Linked DNA regions of Mus musculus: all the other regions are linked to region 2. A link is a contact called in public HiChIP or PLAC-seq and promoter capture Hi-C data. All regions are on one chromosome and are shown on one strand. Each heading gives the region's core, a stretch centred on a gene start, on an enhancer-like site or on the middle of the called end of the contact. The rest is flanking DNA. Distances are from core to core; before and after follow the strand shown.

Evidence for each region. Promoter capture Hi-C pulls out the DNA fragments that hold promoters and counts their contacts. HiChIP or PLAC-seq counts read pairs in DNA pulled down with a chosen protein or histone mark.
Region 1: a promoter capture Hi-C map of stem cell-derived epiblast-like cells shows a contact between it and region 2, with 3 times the contacts expected there. The contact joins the promoter of Mael here to the promoter of Creg1 in region 2. A contact is called at or near these places in 13 of 39 promoter capture datasets (the 3T3-L1 cell line, cranial neural crest, embryonic stem cells and 6 more), 1 of 15 datasets of contacts at CTCF or cohesin (large pre-B cells), 1 of 484 Hi-C or Micro-C datasets (embryonic stem cells), 2 of 115 datasets of contacts at active chromatin or transcription factors (astrocytes and embryonic basal ganglia) and 1 of 9 other capture datasets (pancreatic islet).
Region 3: a contact with region 2 is called in an H3K4me3 HiChIP or PLAC-seq map of bone marrow-derived macrophages, with 3 times the contacts expected there. The contact joins the enhancer-like site here to the promoter of Creg1 in region 2. A contact is called at or near these places in 15 of 39 promoter capture datasets (the 3T3-L1 cell line, the C10 cell line, cranial neural crest and 10 more), 1 of 15 datasets of contacts at CTCF or cohesin (embryonic stem cells), 17 of 484 Hi-C or Micro-C datasets (B cells, CD4 T cells, CD8 T cells and 7 more), 19 of 115 datasets of contacts at active chromatin or transcription factors (bone marrow-derived dendritic cells, bone marrow-derived macrophages, cardiomyocytes and 7 more) and 2 of 9 other capture datasets (adipose tissue and macrophages).

What each region holds. Positions count from the first base shown.
Region 1 is chr1:166,236,868-166,240,778 of GRCm38.p6, forward strand. Mael (maelstrom spermatogenic transposon silencer) reads right to left here and starts at 1,877. Exons shown (of 12, transcript NM_175296.4): 1 at 1,668-1,877; 2 at 1,396-1,488; 3 at 6-105. The coding sequence starts at 1,799.
Region 2 is chr1:165,761,244-165,765,597 of GRCm38.p6, forward strand. Creg1 (cellular repressor of E1A-stimulated genes 1) reads left to right here and starts at 2,515. Exons shown (of 4, transcript NM_011804.3): 1 at 2,515-2,895. The coding sequence starts at 2,542.
Region 3 is chr1:166,113,730-166,117,533 of GRCm38.p6, forward strand. All of the region lies in intron 2 of Dusp27 (dual specificity phosphatase 27 (putative)), which reads right to left. Among named protein-coding and RNA genes, the nearest start is that of Dusp27, 12 kb to the right of the region's middle. Within about 2 kb of position 1,477, at least 10 of the 459 cell types and tissues checked have an H3K27ac peak or open chromatin away from gene starts, as enhancers often do. A contact at or near this core is called in bone marrow-derived macrophages and hematopoietic stem and progenitor cells, where this site is marked.

The sequences.
Region 1 (3,911 bases), core at 627-3,126, 470 kb after region 2:
TCTACCTTGATCACTTTTTATAGATAAATTTGACATATCAGGGGGAGAAATACTTGGTTTTGGTACAAGCATGCCTGGCCTCCTCAGTGGTGTAGATACAAGTTTCTGAAAGTAAGAGAATCACCAATCAAACACTTTTAAGCAGAGCCATTGCTAGATACTTTACTTCCCATATTTAAATGTAATAAAGTAACCTCAAAATAGCCCGTGGACTATGTCAGCATTCCCTCAAGGCCAATGAAAACATTATTTTTATCAGTAAATACCAGCCAACCACAGCACTCTATGGGAAGGCGAGTATAAGTAGCTATAGCTGAAAGCCATTTGCGCACTCTCTATCATCTTACTTCCCCGAGTCACTACCTACTAAACGCCAGGCTGGTGTGCAGAATAAGAGTATTTAAAGAAAACAGAACAAAATCCTAAAGTCTATAATGTTATTTGTGGTTTTCATTTAAAAGTGAAAATTACAAAAGGTTGTGCCTCCAACTATCACAACTCAAGCACGTACAATATACTTAAGTTTTGTGGAGAATTTTTTCTTCAAATTTTCATTCCCCCCCCCCCCCCCCCCCGTGTGTGTGCTTGGCTGCATGTATGTGTGTCACGTGTGTGTGCGCAGCACCAGTGGAAGCCAGAGGAGGGCATCAGAACCCTTGGGAACTGGAGTTACAGATGGCTGTGAGTCACCATGTGGGTGCACCGACTCAAATCTGGAACTTTTGGAAGAGTAGCCAGAGCTTTTAGCCAGTGAGCCATCACTAGTCCCTTAAGGAGATATGTTTTATAGAAAAATCTGATAAGAGCAATCAAAGCTCACAAGCACAGATCCTCAAAAATCCACCTGACTTAAGACATCAACTTAAAATGTAAATCTACCTACCATATTTACAAATAACTTGCCACAATTTTGAATTTCAATCCAATGTCACAAATTTAAGAATGAAATTTCGGTATGTACAAACAGAAAAGCAGCATAAGGGAGAAGAAAAAGACTTCTTTATTGACCTTGTAGATACTGACTTAGTAGTCTACTATCCCAATACTCTGGAATTTGCTTAACTATTTGGGGGGGGGGGGGGTTCTGTAGGATCTACAAATGTTAACCCAGGTCTTCACGTCTTGTTATTACAATATTTAAAGAACTGTTAACAAGCTTGTTTCTAGGAACCATTTAAATAAAAGCCTACGCTTTTTAAAAATTATTATTACAGCTGTCTAACCGGTAAGAACTGAAAGGCAGTCGGGGAGCCGTTTAGTGCAAACCCTGACCCCCAACCCCAAACCTGCCTTTCCCCTGGGGCTTCTGCACTATCTGGAAACTTCCCGAAGGTTCCTCGGGCTCCACCGTGGCTGGAGTCCAAGGGTGGGCGGGCGAGAGGTGGCTGCCCTTACCTGCTTCTCTGAAGGCCCAGAATCCTTTCCCTGGGCTGCTCTCCACTCTCGAGCCATTTCTGAGTATTTCTCCTTCTCATCCTCCCTCAAGAGCTTGGGGAGAAGAGGGATACAAGAGAGGCGAGCTGTGAGGGTGAGGCGTCCGATCCACACCCCGGTTCTGGAAGGTTCTGTCGGTTGGTCCTGCCCTTGGGCTGTGTCCCCTCCACGGGCTCCCCCCAGGCTGGGTTCCCACCGCGCCCTCCCCGCTGCCCAACTGCCCGCTGCCTCACCGCCCAGTCGGCCGAGCAGTAGGGGATGGCGTCTGCCACGCGGGCCACCGGCAGGCCTCGCCGGCGCAGTTCGGGAATCTTCTCCTGTACGAAGAAATAGTAGGCATTGCGGCTGGCCCTGCGGTTGGGCATGGCGTCGTCGGGCCTCGACGCCCTCCAGAGACGCAGCAAGCAGCCGGCGCCCTTGCCGGGCTCCCGCCCTTAGTAACCGAGCTCGGAGCCTGCGCGCGCTTCAGCCCGGCACTTGGCCAATCAGGGTGCAGCGCGCAGCCGCATTGGGCCCCCTGCTGTGGGGGTGAAAACAGCCTGAAACTGGATTCCACCTCGTGCGTGAGGGGGCGGAGGGGGCGGGAGGGAGGAGGAGCGAGGCGCAGGTGGGGAGAGCACTGTGATTGGCTGACTCGCTTGCCCGGTAGGCGGGGATTGTCACGTGGTAGGCCTGGTACTTTTATTATTATTTTTTCCCTGTACATTGTTGCTTGATGTACCCCGTTAGTAGGAAGAGGACTCGCAGGTGCTTTCGGTTCCTGGGTGTTTCACATTCCCGAACTAGCGAGCTTGTGTAAAGCACTGAGAGGGAAAAGGTGGGGACAGGAGGGTGTTTTCAAGACGACGACAAACAACAACAACAACCACAACATATTTGAAAACTTCTGTTTCACAAAACATCCATGAATAAAGTTTTATAGGCTTTCTTATAAGGTCTGGGTAATTTGGGGAGGGGTCAGTTTTATTAGTAGGTATCATTTTTCGAAGTTATTGTGAAATGCTTTTCTCATCTACTTGGTTACTGCTGACTCAAGGTTGAGCCTGTGTATTTAGTAATAGTGAGTTCTCATACTGGTTCAAACTGTGCTGCTTGATCTTGCCTGGGTTTTCTCATTGCACTTCCCAACTACATTCCTTTGTGTATTCGAGTTACTTAATTTGTGTATAAGTAGAGTTGAAAATTCATTTAAAATTTTTATCTTTTCAGATAACTTGATCATCTTTTCTCTCTGTCACTGACAGATAATCAGCCAGATTAGACCAGATTAAAAGTAGATAATGGCAGGTTTATTTGGAGGCAGCTCTCTGGTGGGTTCATCGGATTTCACAGGTCAAGGTCAGCAAGGTCACATATCCAGGCAAAAACAAGGGTTAGTTTTTTTGTTTGTTTGGTTGGTTGGTTTTTTAATGGGTCTTGGGCATGGGGTGATGACATGTGAGTTAGGAGCTGGTATTTGCCCTTACATGGTCAAAAAGTGAGCCCCTGAGCAGGCACTCATGGGTGGGTTGCTGGAACACTGAGTAGTGAGGTGTTTTTTCTTTGTAGGTGGAGTTGGTGGAAGGGGAATAAACAGGGTTTTCCAGCTTGTGAAGAGACTGAACAGGAGTCCCAGCCTAGCAATGACCTCAGTTTTAATTGTTTGCTAGTAATGTTGCTAAATTTTTCTGGTATTGAACCAGTCAACATTTATAGTATACACTCTTCTTGATCATGAATCGTCGCTGACACTTGAAGTGTTGCTGACACTTTAAAAACGTTTTTCTGTCTTAGTAGATAATGGATTGTTTTTGTGGTGCTTCCTTTAGGGATCAGAGGAAGTTCTGAGTGAGTAGCGTCCCGAAAGAATGTGCTTTTGTTGACGTGGGCAGGACCATGACCCAAAACATACCAGTGAGAAACTGGCAAAGTTGTTACCTATATGGGCCAGGCGCCAGAGAAATGATAAAGCTTTCCTGGAGAGTATGAGAATGAATGTTTATGAATGAATAATTGATTGCTCAGTGCTAGCAATTACTGTGGCCCCCGAGTGGATGTTTACAGTCTGAAACTGCTCACCTGCACAGACCTCCTATGGCGACTCGCTAACTCCCCTTCTTTGGTACCTAATAGATATATTGAGGTTCTAGGTATCAGCAGGTTAGAAGACTCACACCAGATCCCAGCGACACTGTGGGTCTGTGTACATCTGTTCTTTCTTTATTCCATCTCTGCCTGTGGTTAGGGAGGGTTCCAAGACCCAAGTCACACGTGATTGGACAGCTGTTCTTACTAAATATTGGTATCAGGGTTGTTACTGCCTCATAAAATGAATGCCCCTTTTCCCATAGGATTGAGTAAGAGACGAGAATTAATGCGTCTTTGGAAAGTTGGTACATTTTTTTGTTTGTTTGTTTAAGCTCTGATACTGACAACCCTTGGAGGGCAGAAGGGGGGGAGCTGAACCTTCTTGGTATCTGGCATGAATTGTCTTTGCA
Region 2 (4,354 bases), core at 1,265-3,764:
TGTTAATTAGGGTAGCCAAAAGGGAGCTTTTGATTGCTGGATGCCAATAATTTGATATCTAGACCTTGGTGATCAGCCTCAGGGGGAGGAAATAGCCAAATTAGGGAATTCATCTTGGTGGCTAGCTTTAAGAAAGTAATCTACTGAGCCCTTCATATACCAGAGGCCGAGTCACAAAGACCTGCAAAGACTCTGCAAAGATGTGACTGTCCAAAAAGATGAACAGCATGAGTCTGTCAGCAAAGCAGACACAGTCCTTTTGTGCAGTTGAGCAGGACTCCAGGACCTGAGACCAGAGGGACAGCATTAGACAGAGACAGCATTGCTTTTGAAGCTCTAACAAGATGGAGCCTGAACGGGAGGACAGGCTTCCCCTTAAAGCCTGGAGAGGAACTTCACTTAGGGTGTGAGTAAGGGCTGGAGAGATGGCTCAGCAGGTAAGAGTGCTGGCTGCCTGCTCTTCCACAGGTCCTGAGTTCTATTCTCACCAACCACATGGTAGCCCACAACCGTCTGTAATGGGATCTGATGCCCTCTTCTGGCACACAGATGTACATGCAGATAGAGCACTCATACATAAAATAAATCATAAAAAACAACAACAACAACAAAAAAGAATGTGTGTAGTACAAACAGTTTAAGCTTATCTCTGACTAGCTTACAAATAAATGAGACTCAGGCTATGGCTATTTTATTTGGCTTTGATGAATACTGGGGGTGACCCCTAATCTACTCTTCTAACTACAGGCCTGGCTTCCTCTCTATTGGTGTACCCCAGACACTTGCTGTTTCTCCTGACCATGTGCTCATGGTACCTCCTCCTCCTCTTCTTCCTCTTTCTCTACTCCTCCTCCTGCTCTTCCTCTTCCTCCTCATCTTCTTTCTCCTCTTCTTCTTCCTCCTCCTCCTCCTCTTTCATTCTTCCTCTTTCCCCGTCTCACCTACCTCTAATCCTTCCAATGACTGGCTGCAGCCAATTTTATTTAACCAATAGATGTAAATCAAGGAACAAGGTCTGTACAACAAAAGCTTGTAAGCATGAGAAGTCACTAATAGGGCTAGACTTTCTCATATAGAACCTAGCATTACAATACATAGCAAAAGACCAAACCTCAACACACGTGAATGGGAGAGAGAGAGAGAGAGAGAGAGAGAGAGAGAGAGAGAGGCAGAGACAGAGAGAGAGACAGAGAGACAGACAGAGATCAGGAGAAAGACAGAGTAGTGGGCCAGATTGGGGTGGGGGGCTAGCTAGAGGCAGACCTCAGAATATCTTTCCAGAAATCTCCTTTAGGAGTCTCACACCAGTCCCTAGAATAGAGGCTAAGCCTGATTTTTATATCATTTTAGAGGTGTCAGGAAGTTTCACATCCCATGATTTAGTTCATCCTGGCCTACATGACAGGGAGCTGGGTGCCACAGACTAAGAGGAGCTGCCAAGGAGCTGAAGGGGTCTGCAACCCTATAGGTGGAACAACAACATGAACTAACCAGTACCCCCAGAGATCGTGTCTCTAGCTGCATATGTAGCAGAAGATAGCCTAGTCGGCCATCATTGGGAAGAAAGGCCCCTTGGTCTTGCAAACTTTATATGCCCCAGTACAGGGGAACACCAGGGCCAAGAAGTAGGAGTGGGTGGGTAGGGGAGGGGGGGGTACAGGGGACTTTCGGGATAGCATTTGAAATGTAAATGAAGAAAATACCTAATATTTTTTTAAGAAAGAAAAAAGAGTAGCGGCTAAGCACGGACTGCTTCATAACTCTGTTAGGAAGAGAGAGAGCTGCAGAGAGGTGTGGCCTGATTCAGACTATAGGATGGGTGGGGCTTAAAAGATTCTAACAGTGGCCACAGTTTTAAAACGACGCAAACACGTTTGCATACATTTTCTAACTCCCTAGGGTAGCAGAATGAAAATCCTCCACGGGCTTGGAGGATCTGCCAGAATAAATGCATGAAACCACGAATTTAACCGAGCTAGATGACTTGACAGGTCTCAAATGGACAAGGTCAAAGTCTTGAGTGGGATACCGAAAACTAACAAAGTGGCTTTATCTGAAGACTCTTCTGGGCCAGGAATTTTTAAGTTCCTGCATGTCGGTATTTCTGTACTGTACTACATATAGGCTTGCTTGCTAACAGTCAGTAAACAGAAAAGAGCACACAGAAAACTCACGTTCTCTTAGATGCCAGGCAAGCATACTCAAAGACATTAAAAAGGAGGTGTGTGCGTGCATGCAGGCAGCTTTTTTCTAGCACTGTGACTTAGGAAGTTGCTTAATTTCTTCTAGACCTCATTTATCTGTCTGTAAATCAAACAAGCAAAACAAATATCTCTTTAGGGCAAATTCGCACTCTTCACAGAGCAGATCACAGGACACGGTGAACAGACCATATGCTTCTGGAAACTGGGTTGCACTGGAGCCACGCCCCCTCTTGCCTGCTCATCTCTGATTGGCTTTCTCGGAGGGGCGGAACAACGGGCAGGCAATAGTTACCCCGGCAGAGTTTGGTCGGTGGGCAGGGACTCCGCAGTCAGCGTCATGGCTGCCCGTGCTCCTGAGCTCGCGCGTTCCCTGCTTGCTGCCCTTCTGGCGCCCGCGCTGGTGGCACTACTGGTGTCGCCGGCCTCGGGTCGCGGAGGCCGGGACCACGGGGACTGGGACGTGGACAGGCGATTGCCTCCGCTGCCACCCCGCGAAGACGGGCCGCGCGTGGCCCGCTTCGTGACTCACGTCTCAGACTGGGGCTCGCTGGCCACTATCTCCACAATAAAGGAGGTGCGCGGCTGGCCCTTCGCGGACATCATCTCAATCAGTGACGGTCCTCCGGGAGAAGGCACGGGCGAGCCCTACATGTACCTGAGTCCACTGCAGCAAGCCGTGAGCGACCTGCAGGTGAGCGGGAGCGCGGCGCGGTTTCCCAGACCCGGCAGAGCAGGAAACCAGCGTCTCCAGTTTAGCTCGCTGGGGAGAGCGTGGGTCTTAGAGATAAGACTTTTGAACCCAGCTCACATGACTGTCTCTTCTGGCCTGCGCTGGCTAGGCGGAGGTTGTAGCATCCCAGATGTTGGGGAACTACCAGGAAGTTCCTACTTACCCTGTTACTGGTCTAAGCGCTTGGGGTAAATTCTTTGCCAGTACCTGGAGCACTTCACACCCTTCAGATAGTCAGGCGTCCTCTTTAGGCGCTGTCTCTGCATAAACTGCACTCTTGTGATCTAAAGGCATACAGATTGTTGGATAGTTTAGCGTTTGGCTTATGTGACTTCGGAGATTCTCTTCCCTACCTTTACCTATCAGCAGTGGGAAACTACTACACAGCATTATAGTTGACTGCGGACCTGGCTCTGCTTACAGCTCAGGTGGAAACAGCCTGGGAGGGAAAGGCCACACAGGAGCCCAGAAATGAAGCCTGACTCGGTGGAGGGTCTGTGGCAAAACTGAGAAAGCTTGGTGTCGTGGTAAACAGTGAGCCAAGAGACGCCGACGCTTTAACCAAGCCCTTGCCATGGTATGTGCCTAGGGCTTTTCGGTTCCACCTGTTTTCATTCATTGTCTCTTGTAGTAACTCTTAGAAACAGGCATGGCTATTCCGGGTTTACAGATGAAGACATGAGGTTAAGTAATTTGCGCAAAGCCAGGGGGCCAACCCTAGTTCACCTCAGACCCACTTGTCTTCAAAGCACAGGCCACAGGACTGGGACCCATGTGCTAGAATAGAAGAGACCCGTTTTCTTCAGCCTCCACAGAGTTCTGTATTGTTCTAAACAAATTTAAATTAGCTACTGCCTTTTAAAACTGCAATCCTAGGGGCTAGGGAAATAGCCCAGTTGGTAAAATACTTGCCATGTAGGCGCGAGGACCTGTATTTGGTCCTCAGTACCCATCTTGACAGCTTGCACGCACATGTGATCCTACACTGGCTCAACGGCTTGCACACACTTGCACACACGTGTGATCTTGCACTGGCCAGGTGGCTAGCTCCCTGGCCTGCCAGCCAAGCGGAGTCAGTGAGCTTCAGACCGCAGGGAGAGAGAGCCTGGCTCAAAAAGCCAGTTGGATGGCTCCAGCTTCTGAGGAGTGACCTCCAAAACTGACCTCTGGCCACACCATACACTCATTAATACCCAATGCACCTGTGGTGCACCTGCACTCTGCACGCGTGCGCACACACACGCAGGATAAAATTTTAGAGAACAAAGTCTATTGATTTGCTCTTTAAGTTTCTAACTCTTCTTGAAAAGGTTAAAGACCTAGCAGCACTGGGAGTGGGGGTGGGGCTATATTTTTCTGAGAGACAAAAGTAATAGAAGCCGCTGTCCCTCCCAGCCAGATATATTGACCCCAACTCGCC
Region 3 (3,804 bases), core at 227-2,726, 350 kb after region 2:
CCTAGTTGATGATGCTATTTGGAAGGTCATGGAACTTTTGGCCTACCTGGTGAAAGTACCTTGAAGACTGTATGTATCTCAGGTTCAGGTCTAGTGTCCTCTGTCTTCTGGTCCATCTCTGTATATTCCCAAGATCAAGGATGTAGCCAATCCTACAGCTAATGCTTTCCCTATCATGATAGATTGTTTTCTCTCCAAAACCATAAGCTAAAATAAAACGTTTTTCTCTTGTGTCATCCTGTCAGTTATTCAGTCACAACGATGAAAAAGTAGGAAATACAGAAAATTGGCATTGGGGGTGGAGAAATGGCTAAGCAGTTAAGAGCATTGGCTGCTCTTCCAGAGGTCCTGAGTTCAATTCCCAGCAACCACATGGTGGGCTTACAACCATTTATAATGAGTTCTGATGTGGTCTCCTGGCATACAGGTGTATATACAGATAGAACACTCATACACATTGACTAAATGAAAAGTATTTTTTTAAAAAGAAAAGGGAATTGATATCAATAAAATGATATTATTCTGTGACTAAAGCTGACCATACAGCTTTTGCAACTGGCTTATGATGTGCACTGTGGGAAAACAAAACTCTGAAGTGCTGTAAGAGGTTAATGGGCCACTCAAGTTGGAGCTCAGAACACTAGAATCCTGAGCAAAATGAGGACAATACAAACTTGGCTTGTGAGTTTCAGATGAGAACAGAGACTGTTGGGGACTGGGTTAGAGGTCATGCATGCCACACTCCAGAAAAGAATCTGGGGGGTGGAGAGATGGCTCAGTGGTTGAGAGCACTGACTGCTCTTCCTGAGTTCAATTCCCAACAACCACATGGTGACTCATAACCATTTGTAATGGGATGAGTTTCCCTCTTCTGGTGTGTTTGAAGACAGCGACAGTGTATATATAAATAAAACAAATAATTATTTTTTAAAAACTTGAGTGTTTGGTGTTTGTTTGTTTGTTTTGTTTTGTTTTGTTTTTTTTTTAAAGATTTATTTATTTATTATATGTAAGTACACTGTAGCTGTCTTCAGACACCCCAGAAGAGGGAGTTAGATCTCGTTACGGATGGTTGTGAGCCACCATGTGGTTGCTGGGATTTGAACTCTGGACCTTCGGAAGAACAGTCGGGTGCTCTTACCCACTGAGCCATCTCACTAGCCCCTGTTTGTTTGTTTTTATTAGAGGACACAACTAAAACTTTACCTTGAGTTTCTGAACTGACTTTGAACTAGTCAACACTGGTGAAACGATTAGGACTGTGGGGAATCTTAAAGTTGTCCCAATGCATTTCAAAATGCATCATGAAATGGCCACGATCCTGTGAGGACCAGGGATGGAACACTACAGTTTGAATATGAACTGTCCCCTGCAGGCTCCTGTGTTTGAACATTTGCTCCCTAGCTGGTGGTACTGTTTTGAGAACTTTTGGGATGTGTGGCAGAAGTGAGTCACTAGTTGACCTTGAAGGTTACACTTGCCTCCAGCTTGAACCTATTTCTCTCTGTTTCCTGGTTGGCTGCAAGGGAGGGACCACTATCACATGCCTCCACTGCCAAAGATGAAGTCATTCCCGTTATCATCTTCCCTGCCGTGGTGTACTATAATATCTCAGAAACTGTGTGCCCAAACCAACCTTTTTTTCCCCTTTAACTCTTCTTTCATTGGAAATTCTGTACCAGTAAAGAGGAAAGTAACTAACTCAGGAGGGAACAACTGCAGATATTACCATTGCAAGAGAGAACAAGAGATATCTTTAGAGATCTCATTGCTTGGTAAAAACAATGAAAAACAAAAGTAGAGTACCCATTGATGTAGGGACAGTTTAGGCAGCCATCTCATGCCTGTCTCCAGAGCATGGGGATAAATGAGCAGTGAATGGGTAAGTGCATGTACCTGAAAAATGGATAAAAACTGATAAATGGATGACTGTCTGCCTAGGTGGATTACTCTAGGCATCGGGAAAACTGTCTGCATCCCATCAGAGGAATCAAACTCCACGGTCTCTGAGGTTCTGCTCTTTGACCTTCTCTCCAGCCCAAGTCCTTGCACTAGGTTCTTCATATTCTACTCCTGTCTGGCACTCTAGTCTTCATAAAGTTGTTTCCTTCTGCCACAGGTCTTGGCGGAAGCCTGTTATAGCAGTGTGGTTGCTTAGTCTCCTCTTCTTTCGGGTCTCAGTTCGACCATCTCTTCTTTAGGGAAGTCCCTTCTAGTCTTACATCATACTGCTTTCCTTTGTGTTATTCTACCAAATGAAACTTCAGACTTACTTATGAAATGTGTTCCTAAGTAGCTGTTTCCTGTGCTTGTCTCTGCTCTGCATGAGGGAAGGAAGGGAAGGAATGTGGATGGATATTCTGTTGAGCATTGTGTTCTAGAACCTAGGCAATGTATGGCTTGGCACCCAGCAAATGGTATAACAGGTATTTTCTGACTCACAGACTGAATTTGTCCTTAGTGGCACTGCATTTAAGGGAACATGGCAGTTACAACAACCAGCAACAAGATCTACAACTGATCAAGTATTTGCTACGTGTGAGGCCCAAAAAGCAAGCCAAATGCAAAACCTACATTATGGCTGTGCTCTGTCCCTACGTGGTCTCCGCACTCCTGAAGCCAAGTTGTACAATCTTTAAGGCTTACATGAACAGCTAGCCCTTTTTTTCTTCAGCTGGAAGAAGGACTGTCCGCAGGTCATTTGGGTTAAACTGGGCAGCAGCTGAGTTTCTACAAGACATTTTAGTCTATTTTTTAAGGTCACTGTGCCTTTTTCCATTCTATCTGCCTGTCAGCACCCCCTTCCCCCAAGGATTGCAGTGAAATAACAGCTATTTATTCTTTGGTTTTCATCTTTCTTGGGGGCAAGATGGTGGTTCCTCTAGTTCTTCTAGCCACCTTGCTGGATCGTGGGCCCAGGTCTTGAGGCAGGTTCCCCTCCTGGATTATGGTATTCTCCCTGGGAGTCCTGAGCTGTCATACATTGCATAGTAATTTCCTCTGCATTGAAACACTCCTTTCTGGAGGAAGGAAGAAGGTTTCTTACCATTCAGGAAGTAAATAACTCACAAGTCTCAGGAAGTTCCTGAAACTTAAGAAGATGTGTACAGCCTCTCTTCAGGGTTATATAAACAATAAACTTCCCAAGAAGAAATTCTCCAAACTACAGACAGACAGCCTGTACTTTGTGCAGACAGCTCCCAGGGAACATCTTTCACAAGTTGTCATCCATGGTAGACCCCAAAAGGCTTTCTCACATCTGTGATCTGACACTGATTGAAATTAACACAAGATGTGCCCTCAATTATCTGCTGTGGAAAGATGCCCACAAGGAGTTTAGCATGTGGTGTTGGTGGGAACTTGGTCTGGTTCACTTTTTTTGAGGGGCCTTGATCATGCATGTCATTTCCTCTAAACTATGGTCCCTTCAAATGAAGATCGGTGCTTTTGTATGGCGTTGTTTGGTTTTGTGGCACCTGGTCTCACTAGGTAACCCAGTCTGGCCTGAACTGTCTGTGTGTTTGTTTGGTTTTTGTGGTTGTTTTATTTGACACATGGTCTCACTGTGTAACTCAGGCTGGCTTGAACTCTCTGCATAGCCTAGGCTAGCTCAAATCCAGCATTCTGCTCCCACCTCCTGAGTTCTGGAATTACAGGCCTGTGCCGCCACAGCCAGTTTTCAGACTTAGTTTCAAATGACTAATGCAGAAATTGAGGCTCTGTCCTAAGTGTGCCTAAACTCTGAGACTCTGAAGAAAGATTTATAATTAAAATTTAAGAATAGATATGCCTGAGAGTTATTCC